Linked DNA regions of Mus musculus: region 2 is linked to region 1. Evidence: chromatin contacts called from public HiChIP or PLAC-seq data. All regions are on one chromosome and are shown on one strand. Each heading gives the region's core, a stretch centred on a gene start, on an enhancer-like site or on the middle of the called end of the contact. The rest is flanking DNA. Distances are from core to core; before and after follow the strand shown.

The links. HiChIP or PLAC-seq counts read pairs in DNA pulled down with a chosen protein or histone mark.
Region 2: a contact with region 1 is called in an H3K4me3 HiChIP or PLAC-seq map of embryonic forebrain, with 3 times the contacts expected there. The contact joins two enhancer-like sites. A contact is called at or near these places in 7 of 484 Hi-C or Micro-C datasets (CD8 T cells, the G1E-ER4 cell line, bone marrow-derived macrophages and 4 more), 7 of 115 datasets of contacts at active chromatin or transcription factors (craniofacial prominence, embryonic basal ganglia, embryonic forebrain and 4 more) and 3 of 9 other capture datasets (adipose tissue, liver and pancreatic islet).

The regions. Positions count from the first base shown.
Region 1 is chr3:127,660,958-127,666,424 of GRCm38.p6, forward strand. No RefSeq gene overlaps it. Among named protein-coding and RNA genes, the nearest start is that of Neurog2, 31 kb to the left of the region's middle. Within about 2 kb of position 1,439, at least 3 of the 459 cell types and tissues checked have an H3K27ac peak or open chromatin away from gene starts, as enhancers often do. A contact at or near this core is called in embryonic forebrain, where this site is marked.
Region 2 is chr3:127,747,964-127,753,298 of GRCm38.p6, forward strand. The region is part of intron 1 of Alpk1 (alpha-kinase 1); the gene reads right to left. Among named protein-coding and RNA genes, the nearest start is that of Alpk1, 30 kb to the right of the region's middle. Within about 2 kb of position 1,383, at least 23 of the 459 cell types and tissues checked have an H3K27ac peak or open chromatin away from gene starts, as enhancers often do. A contact at or near this core is called in embryonic forebrain, where this site is marked.

The DNA.
Region 1 (5,467 bases), core at 189-2,688:
CCTCGATCCAGGTGCTCAGCCCAGAGAGAATGTTCCCTATTGAAATCACGTTGGGAACATGGCCTCTCAAAGCCAGTCGCTGTGTGTTCCTCTGTTATGTGAAAAAGACCATGGCGAATGTCTAACAAAAGTGTTTAAACAGCCCCTTTCATTTTTGGTGATTTGTGTAGGAGAAGAGTTTAAATCTTATGACTGTCTTTAACAGAGAAAAATCTATGAAGTCCAAGGCTGACTCTTAATCATACAGTATACTTAAACACACGCTCATTTAAAGTACTTTGTATGAGACTCTACCCTGTACATATTTTTACATTATAGGGAATAAAACTTAGGTGAAAATCACAAATTAGGATATTCTTTGACTAAAATCCCTATGAAAATAAAAACTAAACTTTAAAACCATAATAATGAAGAAATTTTTAGTGGTGTTGCCTAAAATAATGGAACCAAAAGAAGACACAGAATTCTTTTTAATCAGTGTTATTTCTGGTAAGACTCAAATTAAACTTGAGAAAACTTTTTAGTTAAAAATGTTTTTTTCTTTTGGAAAGAAAAGGCCTCTTCTTGCACTGTGAACTTTAACTGATACAATTATTTCTTGTGCCACAAAACACTCTGATACTTAACATTTTCCCTAAGAACAAGAGTAACTGTTACATACTTGATTATGTAAAAGTAATAACTTTGTGTAACTCAGTTATTTGCCTCTGCCTTGGGAAATAAAGGCTATCGCTTGTGTTTCACTGTGAACTCAGGTCTATAAGCGATTTGTAGAAAATGTGATTAGTGAGCGACGAGGACAATAGAACAGCAGCCTTGATCACTGGACACTGTGTGCCTGACAGATCTGCAACTTCCTCACATGAAGTCCACCGCCCGGGGGCCAACGGCTGCTCATTTATTTCACCAAATTTAAATCAATCGGGGGGAGGGGGAGGCAATCAGACAATAAATTGTGTGGTCCATCTCTGGTAATCAAGTTGGCATCTTCAACAGCAAGACTTGTACAAAGATTTCACAGCTCCCCCTTTCAAGCTGGGTTTCTCTTTGTGCTAGCCCACGCAGAGAATAAAAGTGGTCCTTCACTGTAAAATTATGTTTTTTTTTTCCTTCTCTGTTTTCTTAGCGCATTCTCTGCCTTACCACCTAGTAGTCGAGCCCAGGGTCTCCGGCTTCTGGGAAGCTGCCACCTCACTGCTTGAGGGGGATTCTTTTGTCTGGGCTCTGGAACAAGATAACCGACTTAATCTTCCTAGTAACACGTGAGTCGCCATGTATCATTTTAATCTGTAAAACACTGGGGCTGAGTAGTGTCACATGCTGATTTTACTTTTCTATGAGAAAGTGACTCCCTGGCTCAATGATGGATTGCTTGTTCCCTTTAAACAACAGTCAAGATGGTGAATGCCCCGGGGTGACAGACAAGAGCCTGCAGTGGGAACCGGGGCAAAGCCGATGGCCCGGTTCAAGTTCACCTGACAAAGCTGGGGCGGTCTGCAGACAGCATTCGACAGAGGATTATTCACACTTGTATTATATTTCTGAATGCATTTTCTTTCCCGTGCAGCTGCAGAGCTCCAACACACTGGAGGCTTATGCACCATAATAAAGAGATTTCTTTTCTCTCTCATTCTCTCGTTGCTTACACGTTACACCTAGTTTCTACGGAACCGTTCAGGCCGGGGACGTCTGTGTATCCAGATAATACAGAACAAACGTGTTTTCAGAACGACAGCCCCGTTAAAGCCAGTGATGCTAAAGTCAGTAATGCTAGCCTGATGTTTCTGGTCTCAGAAGCAATCAAGATGAATTCTTCTTAAGTTGAACTTAATTCCTGGGACTCAGCTTTTTAAAAGAAAATTCCGCATATTCAAAAAATGAGAGCGTAAAATCAAATTTAGTTCACATTGGAAAAAATGATAATGGAGCATTCTGAAGACTTCCTTGGATTCTCAGTGTCTCTCTGATGGTAAAGGATGGGGAAGGAGGTTGGAAAGCATCTACCACTCTAGCAAACTAGGTTTCTGTATAAACTAAAGGTTGGATTGAGGATATTTGAATTTTCACTTTGTTTTACCACCTGGCTACAGAGTTATTTTCTGAAGCCCACTGTCCCACTTTCTGATTGCTTCTTGCCTTTGTAGCAAGAGGAGGGAGCAGTAGGCACTGAACATGAGAGCTGCCTAGAATCACCACCAGGCCCCTCCTTTATTAAGTTTTTTAAGCAATATAAGCTTCGGGCCCAGTACAGCCTGGCAAGACATTCAGCCATGTCCCTAAGGCCCCAAGTGATCCCATCCTGTCCCTTTTCCTTCCCCGTACTGGTCCAGGCTGTGTCTGTATGAACAACACAATGTAGAGGTGACGGTGTAACTTCTGGGGTGAGGTGTTACATGTGCTATGGTTTCTGTCTATCTGGCCTGGTATTTCTCACTCAGCCTGAAGCAAACTGTCAGGTCCTGTGGAGGAGGAAGGGGAGGGGAAGGAGGAAGAGGAGGAGGAGGAGGAGGAGGAGGAGGAGGAGGAGGAGGAGGAGGAGGAGGAGGAGGAGGAGGAGGAACCAAGGCCTCTGACCCACTCTGTCAGCAATGGCTGTGTGAGACAATAGATGCAGATTTTCCAGGCCTAGCCAAGCTCCCTGGTGACTACAGCCCCACTGACATTCGACCATGGCCTATCAGACCCCTCTAGTCTGAACTACTTCCTAAGGCAACCCCGACTTCCAATCTATGCAAACGACAAGGTAGTTAACAAATGCAGTTTGGTTGCCTTTCTCATTTGAAAATATTATTTGTGTTAGTCGTAGTATTAGACAAATAACAGAAAGACATTTAGAATTCACCTGCAGTATGGATAATATGGTCCAATCTTATATTCGCGTTGATATTGGCTGAACAGCGGTGACTATTCAGTTATTATTGGAGCATAAAGTAGGCTTGCATAGGTTGTGATAGGGTTCTTAGGGAAGACGTTTTACTCCAGAAAGTTTTGTTCTTCTCCCTGTCATTGCTTTTGTGTTGTAAGAATACACAAAAGAAAGATACAGATAGCCATGCTAATTAAGCCAATTAAGAGTATGTGAGTCATTTCCTAGTTGGTGACCAAGAATGGGCTCTTGCATCAGGGTCTCTTGGGGATGAAGCTCAGAGATACAGTGTTTTTAAAGCCGAGCTCACAAACAGCATCACTCCCATCAAAGTTGGATGAGGGTCTTAACTCTGGCAGGTCACAGAAATGACTTCAGACATTCCACGGCAATTACTTTTGTTTCATACCTTCCTTCTTCAGTTAGTCTACATTCACTAGTTTGGTTGATACATCAGGATCATGGCCAAAGTGACGGGAATGTCAAGTGTGTTGTCAAGGCAAGGCAGGTACGACTGTCTGAGGCAGAGGGCTAAGGAGAGTGTCTAAGCAAACACGAAATGGAGTCAGAATAAGATGGCCGTTACCTTAGTCACTTCATTGTGACTTTCCTGGGAAGATGTAGACAGATGTCTGTTCACCCCTAGACATAGCACTGGCAACCAAGAAAAGCAATTACCCGACTCAAATCTAGCTTAGTGTGAGTTTACTGGAGTTACTTACAGCATGGGTGACTCAAAGCCAGCTACTGCCACCAAAAAGCCCACGCCAGCATGAGTGATGGCTGTATCCTTAGAGCTAGCTCCTGGAGAGCTTTTTCAATCTGGTCAAAGATTAAAATTGCTCCAGCAATTTTAAATGCCTCTGTAACCCTGGGAAGGAGGCCTTGTGAATATTTATGTTTTAAAACTTTGGAAGACTGTATGTTTGTTTACTTTCTGAGCCTTTCATATGGAGACATGACAAATTGGTCTGAGTTATGCTTATTTTGCTTAACATTTTCCTGCAATGACATACTTACATGGTTGTGTGTGTGTGTGTCTCTGCTGGGAGCCAGTCTGACCCAAGACTTTCTCCAAGGCCACAATAAAAGGACAAAAGGAGCTTTAGTTCTGTGTCCTTGTCCGTGAGTGGACAGGCCACTCTAGAAGGTGCTTAGAAGATGGCCATGCTGAGAGCAGTGTAGACTGTGGACGTCCAGCTCATGAGGTTTCAGCATAAAACAATATTAGCAACTTCTTTAGAAATGGTTCCTGTGATATGTCATCAAAGAATCTGACTGCTTTCTTTCTCTTTCCTAAGAACTTGTCTAAGGCTAAATTAAAAATTAATCTAATAATTTCTTTGGTGGAAGCAATTTCAGGGCAGCATAACATTAAATCTATGGCATGGTTATTATTATTATTATTATTGTTGTTGTTGTTGTTGTTATTGTTATTGTTACTGTTATTGTTATTTTATTATTTCAGGGAAGTTTAACATTAAATCTATGTCATGGGTATTGTTATTATTGTTATTTTAATTTAGTTTATGTGTATAGATATTTTGTCTATATGCATGTTTGTATACCATATACATAATTGATGTTTTCAGAGGCCAGAAGAGGGAATTGAAACAATCACCTGGGACTGGAGTTACAGATGGTTGTGAGCTGCCATGTGGGTTCTGGGAATTAAACCTGGGTTTTCTGGAAAAGCAGCCAGTAAATAAGGAGTAAGGACAGGGATGCTCTTAGGGCAGGACCTACGCAACTGAGCTCTCTGCTTAAGGGCTTTCCTGCTCCTAGAGAGAAATTTCAAACAAAAGCTGCTGTGTAGGCTTAGTTTTTCAAAACCTACTTTAATCAGAGTTCTTAAACACTCCAATCTTCCTTCTAGCCTACTAACCAGAGGTAGGCGTAAAAGAAGGTTAATAGGAAAGGGGGGTTGTGGACCTGTTTAGGAGGAGTTCTTTGGGGTGATTTCACTCTTCATTATCAGGATACCAGTAGTCCGCCATATCGGCAGGAATCAGCAGAAACAGCCAGAAGCAGCTGGAATACCACGAGAAGTTCTTTGGTGAGTTTCTCTCTATGAAGTGAAAACCAGCAAAGACCAGCGAAGAAGCCAAACCATTGAAGACCAGCAAAGTGTTTTGTGGCTTAGTGATGCAAGAGCATCTCTCACTGTCTATGGGGTTCTATTTATATTCTTTCTAAACATCATTTGCCCTTTCAAGTGTCTGTTTCCAGCAAAATATCATATGCCCTCTCTCAAGACAGCTTCCAAGCCGGGCGGTGGTGGTGCATACCTTTAATCCCAGCATTTGGGAGGCAGAGGCAGCCAGATTTCTGAGTTCGAGGCCAGCCTGGTCTACAAAGTGAGTTCCAGGACAGCCAGGGCTACACAGAGAAACCTTGTCTCGAAAAAAACCAAACCAAACCAAACCAAACCAAACCAAAACAAAACAAACCAAACCAAACCAAACCAAACCAAACCAAACCAAACCAAACCAAACCAAAACAAAACAAAACAAAACAAAACGAAAACAAAGACAGCTTCCAGCAAAACATTACATGACACAACTGAGCTGTTAAAGAAACCAGAAATTTCTACTTCACTGC
Region 2 (5,335 bases), core at 133-2,632, 87 kb after region 1:
CCGATTTCATGTAACTGTGGCTCAGAACAGCAAGCACAAAAGGAAATGTAGAGAGGCGAAGCCTCCAGGAAGAGGTCCTACTCCCCACATAATGAATGTCCCTCACACTGAAGCCCTTGCTCTCTCTTCCTCTAATATTTTATTTTGAATTTTTTTGTATTATGAAAAATTTTTAATTTATATACGGTAAAGTTCAAAGAATAATGAAGTCTAATTAATTACCCTGTGCATAACATTTTGCCACATACACTTATTTATATATGTATGCATGCATGTGTATGGATTTAAACTATTTGAAAGTAAGTTAAAAATACCACAAAATGTTCTTCTCAAACCATTCCGAATATTTCGTCTATGAGTAAAATGACGATTTTTTGCATTTTATTCCTTCTTTGAGAATTTCATACAAAGTATTTTGACCATATCACCCCCTCACTGCTCCTGGGGCCCCTCCCAGATCAGCCCTGAGCTATTATTTTAAAGTACATTTTCATGTGTTTACGAAGAGATTTTTATCCCGTTGTTTTCTGCCTTGTATAACCTTCCGTCTATGCCATTACGTAAACTTAACGCAAGCTAACCGCCAGCTCAGGGGAAGAGTGTTCCTGGTGGAAGTCAAATTCTTCATTCACAAAGGAATCTCTCCATTCCTGCACCATCCCTGTGAGCTGGCTTTCCACACCATGGGCACAGCAGGGCGTGGTGTGAGCAGGGCATGGTGCAAGATGACCATTGCCATAAGTTTGGTATAGAGGTTTTTTTCCTCATTGAGCCGCAATATCAAACGTTGTTCTGTCTTATATGCTGGGGCTGGCATCACTAAGAGCACTGGCAAGCAGGAGTGGGGCTCTGTTGCTCAGGGACTCAGAAGAGGGGAAACAAAAGCACCTGTTGTTTGGTTCTTGTAATGACCTTAGAAGTGGCCAGTTGGCTGCAGCCCCCAACTCCTCCTTAGGCTCTTCCCAACACTGCGCCTCATACATCCTTACTGGATGTAAAAGGAGAAGAATTGAGGAGAAGATCAATAAATTTAAAAGCTCTTTAAGGAAAGACATAATGAATTTGGTACAGCACATATTTTTAGATCAAAGATGCCTTTGAAGTGGCAAAGCCCTGACCCTCGGGAAGCGCTTCCTCTCTCGCCCACAGTGCTTGTCGTCAAATAAAATGGAAGTTAAGGAAATTATCTTTATCTGAAAATGGCCAAAAGAAGCCATCACCTAGTGACAGCCTTGTCACAAGCGACAATTGGGGAAATTGTCAGGAAGGGAAGGCCTAACAAGCAGAGGAGAGGGCTCGCTGTTTGCACTAATCTGGCCATGCAGCCCCCCACACACAATCCCAGTCAGCTTGCTGTGTGAAACAGCTAAGGCTTTGTCAGCGCTAACAGGGAGTGGAGAGTGCGTTCTTTCATGAATATGTATCACCGTCCTTCTGTGTCCACAGACAAACCCTTCACAACTTTGATAAACACACACACACACACACACACACACACACACACCATTTCTAACCAACAAAAAGCCAAGGGATTCTAAGCCCCTCAGTCAAGTGCAGCGAAATGATCATAGCTGATGAAAGCTCACGCATTAGAAATGAAGCCAGGGGCAGCGGGCGCCATGTGTTGGCTGGCTCCATATTTCCCAGGCATTGCTAGGAAATCTTCAGGGGGTTTTCAATCTCCGAGAGCCATGTGCACGTTCGCAAAGATGATGTACGTGGCTACGTGTGGCTTGTAGTCACATCCTGGCAATGAATTCGCCGACTAGGTCCTGAAACTGAAATACCAAGTTGAAAGAAACTGATGTGTCTTCAGGCAAGCACGTAGCCACCACCTCTAAGAAGCTGCAAATCTCTAATCTGAAGGAGCAGAGACACTTCCCAACTCTAAGCAGGGGAACACTGGCCAGGGGAAAAAAATTCTAAACAGAAGTTGGAGAATGTGGTCTCCGTTAGTTAGCCTTTGTGTTCCTAATTTTTTTCTTTAAAAAAAAAAAAAAATTCCATGTTATAGCTATTACTTTCTGCAAGGATAAATATTTCACATTCAACTCTGTGGGCAGGTAGACGTAGTTATTTTTGGAGTGACTGTCTATAAACAGGCTTTGATTTTCAGCTTACACTGGAATTGAATTTGTCTTAAATATGACTGTACATATAATTATCTCCATCTTTTATCTAAGCAGATAAATAAGGGAGGAAAACTAGTCCTTCTGATATGATAAAGTTTGGTTTCCCACTGTGGGAGGGACAAAGCTGAGTTCGGAGGGGATTTCATATTACGAAATGTTTGCCTTACACATTACCATCTCATTAGCATATTCGGCTCTACGTGAAATCCAGCTCTGAATGGTCTCAGCACGCTGGGCTAATCCTCTTTAAAGAGCTACAGGCGATATTACATGTGGCCACAGCAGCAGCCATGCCTTTCCTGCCTCACTTTGAAGACCATGAACAGAGTCCTCTTGTGCGGCTGTCTGTACGGCCCTCCTAAACCGCTGCTTTCTGTGCTGTGAGACCCTTCTGTTTGCTTCAAGGAGAATTACGAGGCTGAAATCCACGCCCCATTCTGAAGGCTGCACAGCACTTGAAGGGGAGATATTATGCTGCCTTCACTTTCTCCTAAGTGTCCATCCACACTCTTTTCAACTAAGATTAAAATGAACTAGATCCAAGTATTTTGGGTCCTTTGATTAGGATCAAGTGCTAACCACATCTTCTAACCAGGGAATCTGTTCCTGAATAAGGAGGAGAGGCAGGCTTAGTGATGTCACCGGCCTCTCTCCCTGGACTTTACTGGATAGCATTAAACTTTTATGCAGTTTGTAGGTAGCTCATTTTCCCACAAGGCAGCTGAGCTGACAACAGCCAGGTAAGCAGTAGATAGATAATTCAGGGATCAGAAGCCAACAAACAAAACAAATGAGAAATTGTACAACGTTGCAGAAAAAACACGGTTTTGTTGTTGTTTGCTTGTTTGTTCCTTGAGATGAAAGCAAAGAAAGAAGGCTACTAAGATGGATGAGCAAAGGTGTTTGCTGCCAAACCTGAGGACCAGAGGAGAAGGGGAAATCAGATTCTCACAAGATGTCCTCTGACCTCCACATGAGGAAACCCACACACACACACACATCATACACATCCCTCATATATACATACACATACCACACACAACCACACACCATACACATCCCTCATACACATCCCTCATATATACATACACATACCACACACACACACATCACACACACACACACATACTACATACCTTACATACACACACACAAACATCTACACACACACACACACCACACACATATCATACACACCACACACACACTTCACATACTCACACCATATATACTATACACACACACAACATACACATCCCTCATATACACATACATGCACCATGTACACATACACACCATACACTACACACACACACAAACACACACACACAAACACACACACACACACTACACACATATCTTACATACACATACTACATGCATAACTTCCCATAACACCACATACATATACATACACACATACATACATTACACCACACACACACAGAAATTTACATGATGCTCCCTTAATATTTAGACTGTACAAGAACAAGACAGTCCTATATCACAAATAAGCCTGGCCATGTTTTCCTTATTTTTGATAACTAACATAAATATATAACTGGTTATAAAATTATTGGTTTGCAGTTTTGAAAATTACTGTGTAAAAATTGATACCCAAGGTCTGCTATACTAATCACACAATTTTCCTTAAAGTCCACCCCGTAATTTCTATGAGTGCAACAGAAGTGACCCTTTGATTTCCATGCCAAATGGTGCAATTGATTATAAACTCCTAACCCTCGTCATCACATTTGCCTCTAGGCCCAGGAAACTCAGAACTAGATTTTGTGCTCAGTTCCAAGCACTTCTCACGTGGACAGCCTTATATAAAACATTTGGCTCTGGCTCTTCATCCTTCCCCATCGCTCAGTACTGAACACATCTGTGTCTTCCAGAGAGAAAAATTTCAAGTATTTTTAAAAGTGCATGAAGCTTGCCGGGTGGCGGTAGCAGTCACATTGAATCCCAGCACTCAGGGGGCAGAGGCAGGCTGATCTCTGAGTTTGAGGCCAGCCTGGTCTACAGCAGACCTCAGTTCTAGGAGAGCCAGGGCATGCACACACTCACACACATGCACACACATCTCGAGAAAACAAACAAACCAAAAGCACATGCAACTTCAAGCACATTGTTTTCAATAGTATACTGAATATGGCCGTGTGCATTATAAGTACCATGGATCACAGGAAAGCAGTCGGGACTAAGAGCTGCTGTCAGGCACACACTTGTCATCCACTCCGCTGCGGTGACCATGAGGCAGGAGCACACTGATAACTCCAGGACTGCTCTTTCAGCTCACTTTGTACCTTGAGAAATGCACCAGAAACTCAGCCTTGTGGGCATGGGGGCTGCCTGGCACGATGTGGCAGATGTCTCTTCTCTAGCAGATGTAATCACTCCCTGCAGTGACACCCACCCCAGAGAGAGTCCCACATAGCAAGTCCCTTCCCCTGCTGGGAGTGGGGGGCTCTCCTGAGTCTGGGCAGCTCAGAAAGCCATCAGCCAGTGTTTCCAAGGGTGATCCAGTTCAGGATCTGGCCTGAGGGTGTGTTTCTGTCAACTTCCTCACACACAGCATAAGAAATGAATAGTTGAGCATCTATTCAAGAAAAGTTACTCAAGAAAATGGACTTGAAGGATAGTTATATTTAACAATAAAAGAGACAAAATAGGATAGTTATATTTAACAATAAAAGAGACAAAATTATTTTTAAAGTATATCCCTAGAATGTTATATAAATATATGTGTGTCTATTGTGCATTTGTGTTTGAAATATGGAACTAGTGAACTTTACTAAAATTAATACTATAGCAGGCTCCAAGGAAGTGTTATGAGTTCGCAAGAGGAGAAAAATCTGGACTCATGTGTAAAAGCATTATGATATTAATAGGGAACTAAAATTTTATAATCAATACCCGCTAGACACCATCCTATCATTTTTCAATACATTTCTGAACTAAACATGGTAACCAAACTATAGTCAGATCAAAAGTCATAGCTTCATAGTCTCTAATAGGGACAGTGAAGTTTAAAATCAGCCTTCATTGCAAAGCAGTAGAAAGAGAATCACAGGCAACAGACAGGGGCTTGAATGGACACAATCACAAAATAACTACATAAAACAATAGACAAGCAGAACTACCATGGGCTGGAACATAGCCTCACATGCAGGAAACCCAGGGCTGGCCCTGAATAAATG